Linked DNA regions of Sus scrofa: regions 1, 3 and 4 are each linked to region 2. The links are chromatin contacts, called in public Hi-C maps. All regions are on one chromosome and are shown on one strand. The core of a region is the stretch at or near the end of the contact, and the rest is flanking DNA. Distances in the headings are between cores, read along the strand shown.

Region 1 (2,746 bases), core at 10-2,509, 200 kb before region 2:
AAATGCTGGACATGTGGGTCAAGGAGGAGGTGTCCTCGGCACGAGCCAGCATCATGGACAAGTGGAAGAAGTTTCAGGGGATGAGCCAGGAACAGGCCATGGCCAAGTACATGGCCTTGATCAAGGAGTGGCCTGGGTACGGGTCGACGCTCTTTGATGTGGAGGTAAGAGCTGGCTGCTGCTTCCTGGCCCAGGTTGCACCTGAGTCAGTGTGACCGTGGTCAAGTTCATAGGGAGGGCAGACCAGGCCCAACATTGGACTGTCTTACCCTCTTCTATTAGAGCCCCTGACATTTTACCCTTAACACCCCCACCACCTACCCAAGGTGTATGTCCTCCTTTATAGTAAATACTTTCTTAATATTGGAAGCGACCAGAAAATTTAAATGTCACTCTTTTTTTTTTTTGGCTGCAATGTGCAGCAGCTTGATGTTGGATCTCAGGTCCCAGACCAGGGATTGAACCTGGGCTGCAGCAGAGAAAGTGCTGCATCCTAACTGCTAGACCACCAGGGAGCTGACAAGATGCCACTTATTCTTAAGTAACTTCCAACTCCATGTTATTCAAGCTATAGATCCAGTTAAAAAGTGCTGGTAAAAATCTACATTAATTTTTTAAAGTTTTTTGGGACTTTGTACATAAAATTAGAAATTTGGGATAGACTTGGATTTTTATTTTTTCCCATGACTGTTGGTAGGGAGGAATTTCTGTTACACAGTTGGAATTTGGCTAAAATTCACGTCAACCTAGTACGGATTCATATCCTTTTTTTAAAACGTAAACCATTTATTGAAAGAAAACCTTATTACTGATCTAGATCAAGGCTTGGCAAACTGCCCAGTGGCCAGATCCTGCCTGCCTTCTTTTTGTAAATAAAGTTTTATTGGAACACAGCAATGCTCATTCCTTTATGTATTTTTCTCAGGCAGCTTTCACGCTAAAATGGCAGGGTTAAATAGCTGTGACAGAGACCACAAAACCTAAAATATTTACCCTTAAACCACTAAGTTGGCCACAACCCCTGTCTGTTTTCCTTGTGATCATAGTCAATCAGCATGTTATTTCATGACTTTTAAATGAGGCGCTATAAAAATGTAATTCTTGAGCATCTGTTCCAGGATCCTTTCATGACTTTTCATTGGATGCTGTCTTTCTGTGGGTTGATTCAGTTACATTTGTTTTTAAGTACAAGTCCTGGCTCTTATTTTCCACTGCTGATTGTGCAAGAAAGTCTGTTGTTAAACAAGTTAGATCAGTCACTGTGCACACAACTGGTCATTGCTGCTCCTTGTCCTGTGTTGTTTAATAAGAGAAGCCAAAACTGCCCAGCACAAATTTGGGGAATTTCCCTATGGGATCCTAGATTGTTTTATTTGAAAAATTATCATCTTGGAGTTCCCAGTGTGGCTCAGCAGGTTAAGGACATGACATGGTGTCCATGAGGATTCGGGTTTGATTCCCTGGCCTCACTCAGTGGTTAAGTTGCGGCGTAGGTTGCAGATGCTGGCATTGCTATGGCTGTGGTGTAGGCTGGCAGCTGCAGCTCCGATTCGACCCTGAGAACTTCCGTATGCCGCAGGTGAGGCCGTAAAAAGAAAAAGAAAATAGGAATGGAGGCAGAACTAGAGATAGAAGAGGGTAGCCCTGGCTCAGGCTGCTTGATTTGCTGGGGGGCTCCTTGTCAATTTCCGCAGCTACTGCCAACTCCACGCTACTGATTCAGGTGGCTGTTACAACATCAGGTAATGATGTTGAGATGTGGGGCATGCAGGCCAGATGTTGGATTTACCAGTGAGGGTTCCCCAAATGCACGGGATCAGCCAGTCAGAAATCACTCAGGACAGCTGTATTTCACTTCCCCCCCAGGCACGAAGACACGTTGAATGTGTTTAATAGTCCGTGCAGTGTCCTTGACTTAGAGCCTCTCTTGTTTCTGTTTCTAACGTTGATGACCTAACAACCCTTGCACTGACTCTCGCCCACCAGTGCAAGGAAGGCGGCTTTCCCCAGGACCTCTGGCTGGGCGTCAGCGCGGACGCTGTCTCCGTCTACAAGCGTGGGGAGGGGAGGCCGTTGGAAGTCTTCCAATACGAGCACATCCTCTCCTTTGGGGCCCCCCTCGCCAACACATACAAGATTGTCGTCGATGAGAGGGAGCTGCTCTTTGAAACCAGTGAGGTAAGAGGCGAATCTTTCATCTGTGGCCTTGGCAAAATAAAAAAGCAACACCCCGTTTCCTAAAATTTGACAAATTTTATTTGGATATTTTGCTTTAAGACATAGGAAGGTACAGTCTGGTGGTCCCTCCCCAGCTGCAGGCTTCTCACGGGCCAAAAATCGGACAGCCCCAAATTTCTTCGGTATCATTTGGCAGAATTACTAGATGATGTGACAGTGGATGGCATCTGGGGGAACTTGGATCCGGCCATGTCCACAGAGCAGGAGGGAGCAAGGGGCAGACCATTCTGGACAGAGCTGATTCTAGCCAGCAAAAAAAAAAAAAAAAAAAAATTGCAAAAAAGACCTATCTCTTTGGGAGCTGCTCTTGTGGCTCAGCAGGTTAAGAACCTGACTAGTATCCATGAGGATGCAGGTTTGATCCCTGGCCTCCCTCAATGGGTTAAAGGATCCAGAATTGCTGTGCGCTGTGATGTAGGTCACAGATGAGGCTTGGATCCTGTGTTGCTGTGGTATAGACTGGCAGCTGCAGCTCCAATTCAACCTCTCGCCTGGGAACTTTATATGC
Region 2 (2,700 bases), core at 185-2,684:
TCCAAGATCAGGGTGCTGTCTTTTTTCTCCTTCTATTTAGTGCTGCACCTGCAGCATATGGAAGTTCCCAGGCTAGGGACTGAATTGGAGCTGAAGCCACTGGCCTATGCCACAGCCACAGCAATGAGGGATCTGAGCTTCGTCTGCAACCTACACTGCAGCTCATGGCAACTCTGGATCCTTAAACCACCGAGGGGGGCCAGGGATCAAACCCAAATCCTCATGGACACTAGTCGGGTTTGTAACCTGCTGAGCCACAATGGGAACTCCCCAGGGTACCATCTTGGTCTGGGGAGGGCCCTCTTCCTGGTCTCAGATTTCTTATTCTATCCTTTCCTGGGTCCCTTTTAAAAGAATGCTAATCTCAGCCTGAGGAATCTGACCGCATAACCTAATGCCTCCCAAAGGGCCTGTCTTAAGCAATATCATCTTGGGCATTAACTTCTCAATACATGAATTGTGGGGCAACACAAACATTCAGGAAGGTGTTTGAATTTTTTTCTGAGTCAGAGGGAGTACTGAAGATTTTGAACAAAAACAATGCTACCTAACCTGCATTTAAAAAAAAAGTCTTTTCTTTGGTGCTCTGGGCCCCTTGGATTCTAACCATGCAAACATTCAGTTCTGAAACAGGCTGACTGCTTCAGCTAGGCTGTGCAGAGGAGTGTAAGAATCCCCTAAACCTTTAATACTCAGGCTTCCTCTAGAATCGGGCTGGTACATATTTAAATGGCATAGTTAACTGAGCACATGAAATGAGGCTAGTTTGAACTGAGGTGTGGTGTTAATTGTGAAATACACACTGGAATCCCAAGGTTTAGTACCAACAATCCATACATAAAATATCTCCATAAATCCATTGTCTTGATTACACGTTGAAATGATAGTGTTTCGAATACACTGGGTTAAACAAAGTATGGCCATCTTAACTCTCGCTATTTTTTTTTTTTTTTTTTTTTTTAATGTGTGCACTGTTAGATTTAGATGACCTAGGTGGCTGGGATTCTATTTCTACCGGGCAGCGTCTGGGCTGGGCCCTATGCTCCTAGATGCAAACTCTTCATCCAGGAGCTCTCCCTGCGCCCTACGTTGCACGAGCCACCTCAGAAAAACCCTGGCTCCATCCTGGACTCAGTGGCTTTTCTGTGAATTCCCTGAGCCTCCGACCTGAGCCTCTGGCTTCCCGGGACTCCAGCCCGCGAGGTGAGGGTCAGACGGTCCGACCTGCGAGCTAACTAACCAGCTGCCCTGTCTTCCCTGACACCCACTCCCCGGGTTGCAGGGGCGCAGGACGCACCGACCCTAGGCTGCTCGCCCGGATCACGCCTCCTCCTAGCGGCCCAAATCCCCTTCCCGCGGGGTGGTCGCCTTTCCACCATCAAGTCTCACAGCAGAACTACCAAGGCCAGTACTCCCGGCAGTACAGGGCCCAACCAACAACACCCACCACCCACCGCGAGGCAACACCCACCTCGGTCCACTCAGTGAACACCCGCTTCAAGTCAATCCAATCAACGCCCAACTCACCCTGATCCAACCCCCACCCTCCACACCTCACGCAGATCTAAACAACCACCACCTCAGGACTATCCAATCACCACCACTTCCCACGCCAATCCAATCCACACGCAGCTCAGGCCGACTGGGCGGGGCAGGATTAGTCTGCAGCTTCCCTCGCCAGGGCGGGGACTCCCCGGGCAGGGGGCGTGGCTAAAGGTCGAGAGGTGGGACTTCCTGTCTGACCGGGTCTACCGCAATCCAGCCCGGAAGTCACTCAGTCTGGCTTTTCCCCGGCGCCGAGGTTTGTCTTACCCTGTGGGGGTGTCGGGGCGCAGGTCGCTAGCTTTCTGCCGCGGTCGCCTGTTATTTTCCGGCCAGCGATGGCGACCTACACCTGCAACACCTGCCGGGTGGTGCTGGTCGACGCGGAGGCGCAGCGGGCGCACTACAAGACGGACTGGCACCGCTACAACCTGAGGCGCAAAGTGGCCGGCATGGCCCCGGTCAGCGCCGAGGGCTTCCAGGAGCGGGTGCGGGCGCAGCGGGCCCTGGCGGAGCCCGAGAGCAAGGGCGCGGCCACCTACTGCACGGTGTGCAGTAAGAAGTTTGCCTCCTTCAAGGCCTACGAAAACCACCTCAAGTCCCGGCGGCACGTGGAGCTGGAGAAGCGGGCGGTGAGCCGAAAGGTGGCGATCCTGAATGAGAAGAACTTGGAGAAAGGGCTGGGCGTGGACGGTGTGGACAAGGATGCGGTGAACGCGGCCATCCAGCAGGTCATCAAGGCGCAGCCGTCCACGTCGCCCAAGAAGGCGGCCCCGGCGCTCGAGGCGGAGTTCCGGAGCCCGGTGTCGGTGGCTGCGGGAGGGCGTGGGGCTCACCAGCGGGACCCGGCCGAGAAGCCTCCGCGGCTGCAGTGGTTTGAACAGCAGGCGAGGAAGTTGGCGAAGCAGCAGGGGGAGGAGGAGAGTGAGGAGGAGCTGGATGACGGCGACGGTGAGGGCCTGTGTTGGGGGGCGGGTCGGGTGAGGTTATTGATCGTCCCTAAGCGTCCAGATTGATGTTTGCGTTGGGGGAGGGGGAGGGGGAGGTGCCAGTTTTGAAGTGAGGGTGAAGGGTGAGGGTGGTTTCCATGCTCTTCTTGCTGAAGTGAGTGGTGTGGCCAGCCTCCTGGCGGGGCGTTTTGTGTATTTAGTTCGCTGT
Region 3 (2,700 bases), core at 60-2,559, 130 kb before region 2:
ACCATGGAATGTTATTTGATAATAAAAAGAAATGAGCTGTCAAACCGTGAAAAGAGAAAGGAACTTAAATAAACACTGCTCAGTGAAGGGAGCCTGTCATAAAGGCTACATACTGAGTGATTCCAAATATATGGCATTCTGGAAAAGGCAAACCAGTAGAGACAGGAAAAAGATCAGTGGTCCCTAGGTTTATGGGGAGAGGAAGGCATGGATAAGTGGAGCCCAGGGGAATTTTAGGGCAGTGAAACTACTTGGCATGACACTGTAATGGTGGATACGTGACGTTCTGCATTTGTCATGAATGTACAACAAGAGTGAACCCTACTGCAACTGTGGCCTTGGTTAATAACATATCAATGTCGACTCATCAGTTACAATAAATGTATCACACTGAAGCAAGATGTTAATTCTCAGGGACCCTGCATACAGGTGGGGGATGGGGAGGAGATAGGTGGGAGGTCTCTGCAGAGTCTGCTCAGTTTTTCTGTAAACCTAACCCTGCTCTAAAAAATACATTTTATCTTTTTTTTTAGTTTTTTTTTTTTTTTTTTTTTTTTAGTTTTATTGAAGTATAGTTCATTTACAAGGTCGTGATAATTTCGGCTGTACAACATAGTGATTCAGTTATACACATAGACACCTCCATGCTCTTTCTGTGATCTCATAGATCATCACAGAATACTGGGTAGAGTTCCCTGGGCTACACAGCAGGTCCCCGTTGGCCATTCATGCCGTAAACTTCAGTGCGCTTAGGCCAATCCCAAACCCCCAGTCCATCCCTCCCCGCCCACCTGTCCCCTTTGGTAACCGTAAGTTTTTCAAAGTTTCTGAGTCTGTTTCTGTTCTGAAAACAAGTTCATTTGTATTCTTTTCTTTTCTTTCTTTCTTTCTTTCTTTCTTTCTTTCTTTCTTTCTTTCTTTCTTTCTTTTTCTTTTTTTTGTAGATTCCACATGTAAGTGATCGCTGTCTATTAATTAAAAACAAAAACTGTACAAGTAGACCTGTGGAGTCCTCCAGAAGAGAGGGATTTAAGGTCTCTCTTCCTGGTTCCCACTCTGTAGGGACCAGATGCCCAGTGGGAGCATTTACTCTGTTGAGTCCCCACCTGGAGCCAGAGGAGGGATGGGATGCCTGGGAAGATAGGAAGGAACAAGGGATGTTTGTCCTGAAGAGGCAAGAACATACGCCTCATATTCTGCAGCCTTGGTGGGGACACTGGTGTCTTTGAGGAGGGCTCCTGGCATCTCTTAAGTCAGTTCCGCACACCCTGAGCAGACATATCCTCGGAAATGGGTGGCAGCTCTCCCGTCTATTTTCATGGGACAAGAGACAGAGGGAGAGGCTGTCTTCCTGACTTCCTGTGTCTGGGAGATGTTAAGCAGAGCAGTGAGAGAGCTGGATCAGAGCCAAGCTGTCTGGGTGCCTGGTTCCTGGGCAATTTTCTTTCTTTCTTTTTTTTAAAGGGCCTCTCCCGCAGCATATGTAGCTTCCCAGGCTGGAGGTCGAATCCAAGCTACAGCTGCCAGCCTACACCACAGCCACAGCAATGCCAGATCTGAGCCAAGTCTGCTACCTACACCACAGCTCATGGCAACACCAGGTCATTAGCCCACTGAGCGTCGCAAGGGGAGCTCCCCTGGGCAATTTTCTTAACCTCTCCTTCCTCATCTGCAAAGAGCGGCTAATCGTAATGCCCTCATCATGGGACTGTTATAAGGATGAAATGAGTGAATACATACAAAGTACTTAGGCCTGAGTTTTACTCACTGCAGTGTGGTTCCAGAGGGCAGAGCTAGCCCCTCAGGGCTGAGGGAGGCTAGTGTTTCAGGCAAGCTTTCTCACACGCCTCTTCTGGGCTCTTGCACTCTTGCTGTTCCCTCTTCTTATGCTGTTCCCACCCTGGAATGCCTTTGGCGCTGTCCACCTGGCAAAGTCTGACTTCTCCAGGGAGCCAAAGCTTCAAGGCCACCTTCTCCTGAGAGCTTTCTCCGTCTTGCATATGCAGGTGCCGGCCCTCCTGTCTGCTTCCACAGCATTTTGGAAAGTACTTGGGTTAAACATAGTTGTTTACTCGTCTACTTCCCGGCTTTGCTGGGGTTTTGTCATCAGTGACTCCCTGCACCTCTAGCCCAGAGTCTGATAGTCAGTGGTTATGGAATGATCATAGCATTTCTCCTTCCCCCAGTAATGAAAGGATCCTGTAGGAAACTGGGTGCCGAAGCCATACTGGGCTTCCTGACCTGAGAAGGATTTCGGTGGGGGTGGCTGGTTCTCCCTGATTGAAGTGGGTTGGGTGAAAGTGCAGTCTTACTCGGGGTGGTGCTATGGCATCATGGCATCAGCATCATGGCCAGCAGACAGGGTTTGTTTGTTTGCTCCTTTTTTTTTTTTTTTTTTGATGTCCTATAAGTCAGTTTTCATATAAATGAAAGATTGGTTTGAAAACAACTTTAACTCCCCCCCTTTTTTGGGACATGCCTGAGGTACGAAGAAGTTCCTAGGCCAGGGATCAAACTTGCACCATAGCAGCAACTGGAGCCACAGCGGTGACCTTAGCCACTAGGTCATCAGGGAACTCCCAACTTTTTAAAGAATAAATTGCGATTAAGGTTATAACCTTCATTTTTCTTTGAGCTTTCAATTTTAGCGAACATGACTTTTTTTGTTTATAAATCCAGCACATTTTCAAGAGAGGTGTT
Region 4 (2,700 bases), core at 171-2,670, 250 kb after region 2:
TGTTTTAGGAGGCAGGAGAGAGAATTGGGGAAAAAAATCACTCAGAATTTGAGCCGGAAAATCTGGAGTCACGGAGCTCAAAAGTTCTTTGTTAATAGTTCTGTGACCTTGAATAAGTTACTTTGCCTATCTGATCCTGGCTCTTCAGCTATGAAATGCAGCCAAAAATGACTGCCCGAAGAGTGGGAGAGTGAGTCCAACATCAAAGTGTTACTAGTGAATATCACCATGCTTTGGAGGGACACATTGCAGATCTAATGCTTTATGATTTCACACTACGAATTTGGAAACTACAGCATGTGCATGGTTTTCCGCCTAATTCCCTGCAGGTAAGGTAGTTTATTTTCAAAAAAGAACTGAGGGGACTCTTGCTCTGCCGGAAGATGGGTCCCAGAGAGGTTTTGCGGAGGGGAGTTACAGAGAAATTGGCCGTTTTCCGGCTGCGTAAAATCGATATCCAAGGTTACATTAACTTCTGCAGGAGAGGTGTCATTTGAGTTCTTTTTATGGCAAGGGTGAGAGACCACGCACCACAGATCGTGGCACCAGGTTTCACTAGGAGAAACTATTCCAGTAAGTGATATACACAATGTCACCAGAATATTTTCAAATCAACCCGGATACACTGCAAGAGGGAGAGGGCAAGGAGGGCAGAGGGAGGATGCTGATTCCAGAGACGTCTGTTTTTAGGGCTCTGGAGGATCAGTCAGAGCGCCCTTGAGAGAGAAGGCTCAGAGGGCTGGAAGCGTTTAACTGGGAGCGTCAGTTAGTCCCCAGGGCCCCACGCGCCCTTTCTCTCGCACCTGCTTAGCCGGCTCCGGGGCGCCTGGGGCATTCGACTCGCGAGCCCCGACTCCCACGCGGGTCTCAGGTTCGATCATCCTGGCCCCATCCAGTCCAGCGCCGCGGCATCCCACTTGCTCATCCGGTAACGGTTTCGGGACTTGCAGCTTCCGACCCCTCCCCCCACCCCATCTCCCAGTCCTGAGCCGCAGTGCCGCGCGGTTTGGAGAGGGGTAATCCGCCCCGGAACAGACGTGAGCGGCACAGGGGCGGGGTCGGCGGAGGCGACTGAGGGATTCTGCCCAGCCCCCCCTGCCCCCCAATTCCAGCTGGTCTTCTCTGCACTTCGTCTCTATATCCCCCTCCCCCTGCCCATCCCCTCCGTTGCGCTGTTCCTCCCCCATTCCTCCGTTTCCTAGTACGCCCCCACCGCCCCCGCCATCCCCCCTCCCCGGCGGCTCCGCTCTCACGCGCCGCCGAATTCGGCACCGCCTCCATCAGAGCCGAGCCCCGGCTCAGCGGAGCAGCAGCCGCCTCCGCCGCCGCCGCCGCCGCCGGGCCCTCCGCTTTCCCTCCCCGTCCCGCCCCTCAGCCCCTGGAGCCCCAGTCCCCACCCTCCCTCTCCCTCCTTCCCTCCCTCTTCCCCCCCGCCCCCTTCTCCCTTCTCCAGCAGCCTGAGCCCGGCCCGCTAGCCGGGCTGGCAGGAGGGCGGCGGCGGCACCACCATGAGCTCTGAGGGCGGCCACAGCGGCAGTCGGCGCCGCGGGGCGGAGAGCAGGGACGCCGAGCCTCCCCCGCCGCCGCCGCCGCCGCCGCCGCCGCCGCCGGGAGAGCCAGCCTCGGTCCCCGCGCCTCCGCGCTACCTGCCGCCGCTGCCTGCGCCGCCCTGGTCCCCCGAGCGCTCTGCGGGGCCCGACGAGCAGCCAGCGGAGGTGGTCCAGCGGCGCGAGGGCGCAGAAGAGCTGCCGCTGCCGCCGCCACTGGGGCCCCTGTCGCCCGCAGGGCAGGAGGTTTCGGTGGCTGGCGACTCCGGGGAAGGTCCGAGGCGCCCTCCGGAGGCGACGGTCCCTGAGGAGGCGGCTGGAAAGGGCGGCCCCGGGGAACCCGAGGCCGGCGCAGGTGGGGAGGGCGACCGGCGGGGAGCCGGGGACCAGCCCGAGACGCGCTCGGTCTGTAGCAGCCGCAGTAGCAGCAGTGGCGGCGGTGATCAGCGCGCCGGGCACCAGCACCAGCACCACCAGCCCATTTGCAAGATCTGCTTCCAGGGGGCCGAGCAGGTAAGGCCCGGCGGGACCCAGGGGCAGCTGGCGGTGGGCTCTGAAAGGGCTGGGCTGGCTCCCGCCCCTGGCGGCAGATCTTTCAGCACCACGGACAGCGCCCGCCCCTCGGTTCTCGGGCTGAGCGATTGAGTGGCGACTACTGTGTGTTCCCCTTTTTCTTAACTATGAAGGCAAAAACTGTCCCAATGGCGAATAAAATGTTTAATTTGTCTACACTTTCTTCCCACGTGGTGTTGCAGTTACAAATTCCTCAGGTGTTTTAATGATAATGCCATAAGTATCTCTTTTGTGAATTACTAAAGGGGTTTTAGTTTATCCAGAGAAACAAATCTATATTCCTTCAACTACAAGTAAGGCAGACGGTCTTAGAGTACAAACTGGGGGTGAATCAGGTCAAACCCAAAAAGAAAAGGGTCTTTCCGTACTGCAAATTTTTGTGATTGTCTCATTGATGTGAAAATCATGTTATAGTTTTTATAAGACAAAAATGTACTTTACCCTTGTTCAAGAAAGCCTATTTAACCAACAATGTACTTTATATTTTATTGGAAACACAATTCTAAAATTATAAACTCCATTAGAGATGCATGCAAACTTCTTTGTGGGTAATCATGGAGATAACAGAGTAATACAAAAC

Evidence for each region. A called contact is a pair of places that touch in the nucleus more often than the background predicts.
Region 1: a Hi-C map of liver shows a contact between it and region 2, with 6 times the contacts expected there. The contact joins the enhancer-like site here to the promoter of ZNF622 in region 2. A contact is called at or near these places in 3 of 5 promoter capture datasets (fetal liver, fetal skeletal muscle and liver), 5 of 47 Hi-C or Micro-C datasets (embryonic fibroblasts, heart right ventricle, liver and 1 more) and 2 of 2 datasets of contacts at active chromatin or transcription factors (alveolar macrophages and skeletal muscle).
Region 3: a contact with region 2 is called in a Hi-C map of liver, with 4 times the contacts expected there. The contact joins the enhancer-like site here to the promoter of ZNF622 in region 2. A contact is called at or near these places in 1 of 5 promoter capture datasets (liver), 1 of 47 Hi-C or Micro-C datasets (liver) and 2 of 2 datasets of contacts at active chromatin or transcription factors (alveolar macrophages and skeletal muscle).
Region 4: a contact with region 2 is called in a Hi-C map of epiblast stem cells, with 1.8 times the contacts expected there. The contact joins the promoter of MARCH11 here to the promoter of ZNF622 in region 2. A contact is called at or near these places in 1 of 5 promoter capture datasets (fetal skeletal muscle) and 4 of 47 Hi-C or Micro-C datasets (brain, embryonic fibroblasts and epiblast stem cells).

What each region holds. Positions count from the first base shown.
Region 1 is chr16:5,909,639-5,912,384 of Sscrofa11.1, reverse strand. It overlaps MYO10 (unconventional myosin-X), which reads left to right. Exons shown (of 41, transcript XM_005672397.3): 39 at 1-164; 40 at 1,987-2,178. Among named protein-coding and RNA genes, the nearest start is that of RETREG1, 32 kb to the right of the region's middle. Within about 2 kb of position 1,259, at least 1 of the 83 cell types and tissues checked has an H3K27ac peak or open chromatin away from gene starts, as enhancers often do. A contact at or near this core is called in liver, where this site is marked.
Region 2 is chr16:5,713,558-5,716,257 of Sscrofa11.1, reverse strand. It overlaps ZNF622 (zinc finger protein 622), which reads left to right and starts at 1,434. Exons shown (of 6, transcript XM_021076700.1): 1 at 1,434-2,493. The coding sequence starts at 1,881.
Region 3 is chr16:5,841,595-5,844,294 of Sscrofa11.1, reverse strand. The region is part of intron 1 of RETREG1 (reticulophagy receptor FAM134B); the gene reads left to right. Among named protein-coding and RNA genes, the nearest start is that of RETREG1, 37 kb to the left of the region's middle. Within about 2 kb of position 1,309, at least 7 of the 83 cell types and tissues checked have an H3K27ac peak or open chromatin away from gene starts, as enhancers often do. A contact at or near this core is called in liver, where this site is marked.
Region 4 is chr16:5,458,613-5,461,312 of Sscrofa11.1, reverse strand. MARCH11 (E3 ubiquitin-protein ligase MARCH11) reads left to right here and starts at 1,420. Exons shown (of 4, transcript XM_021076811.1): 1 at 1,420-2,060. The coding sequence starts at 1,509.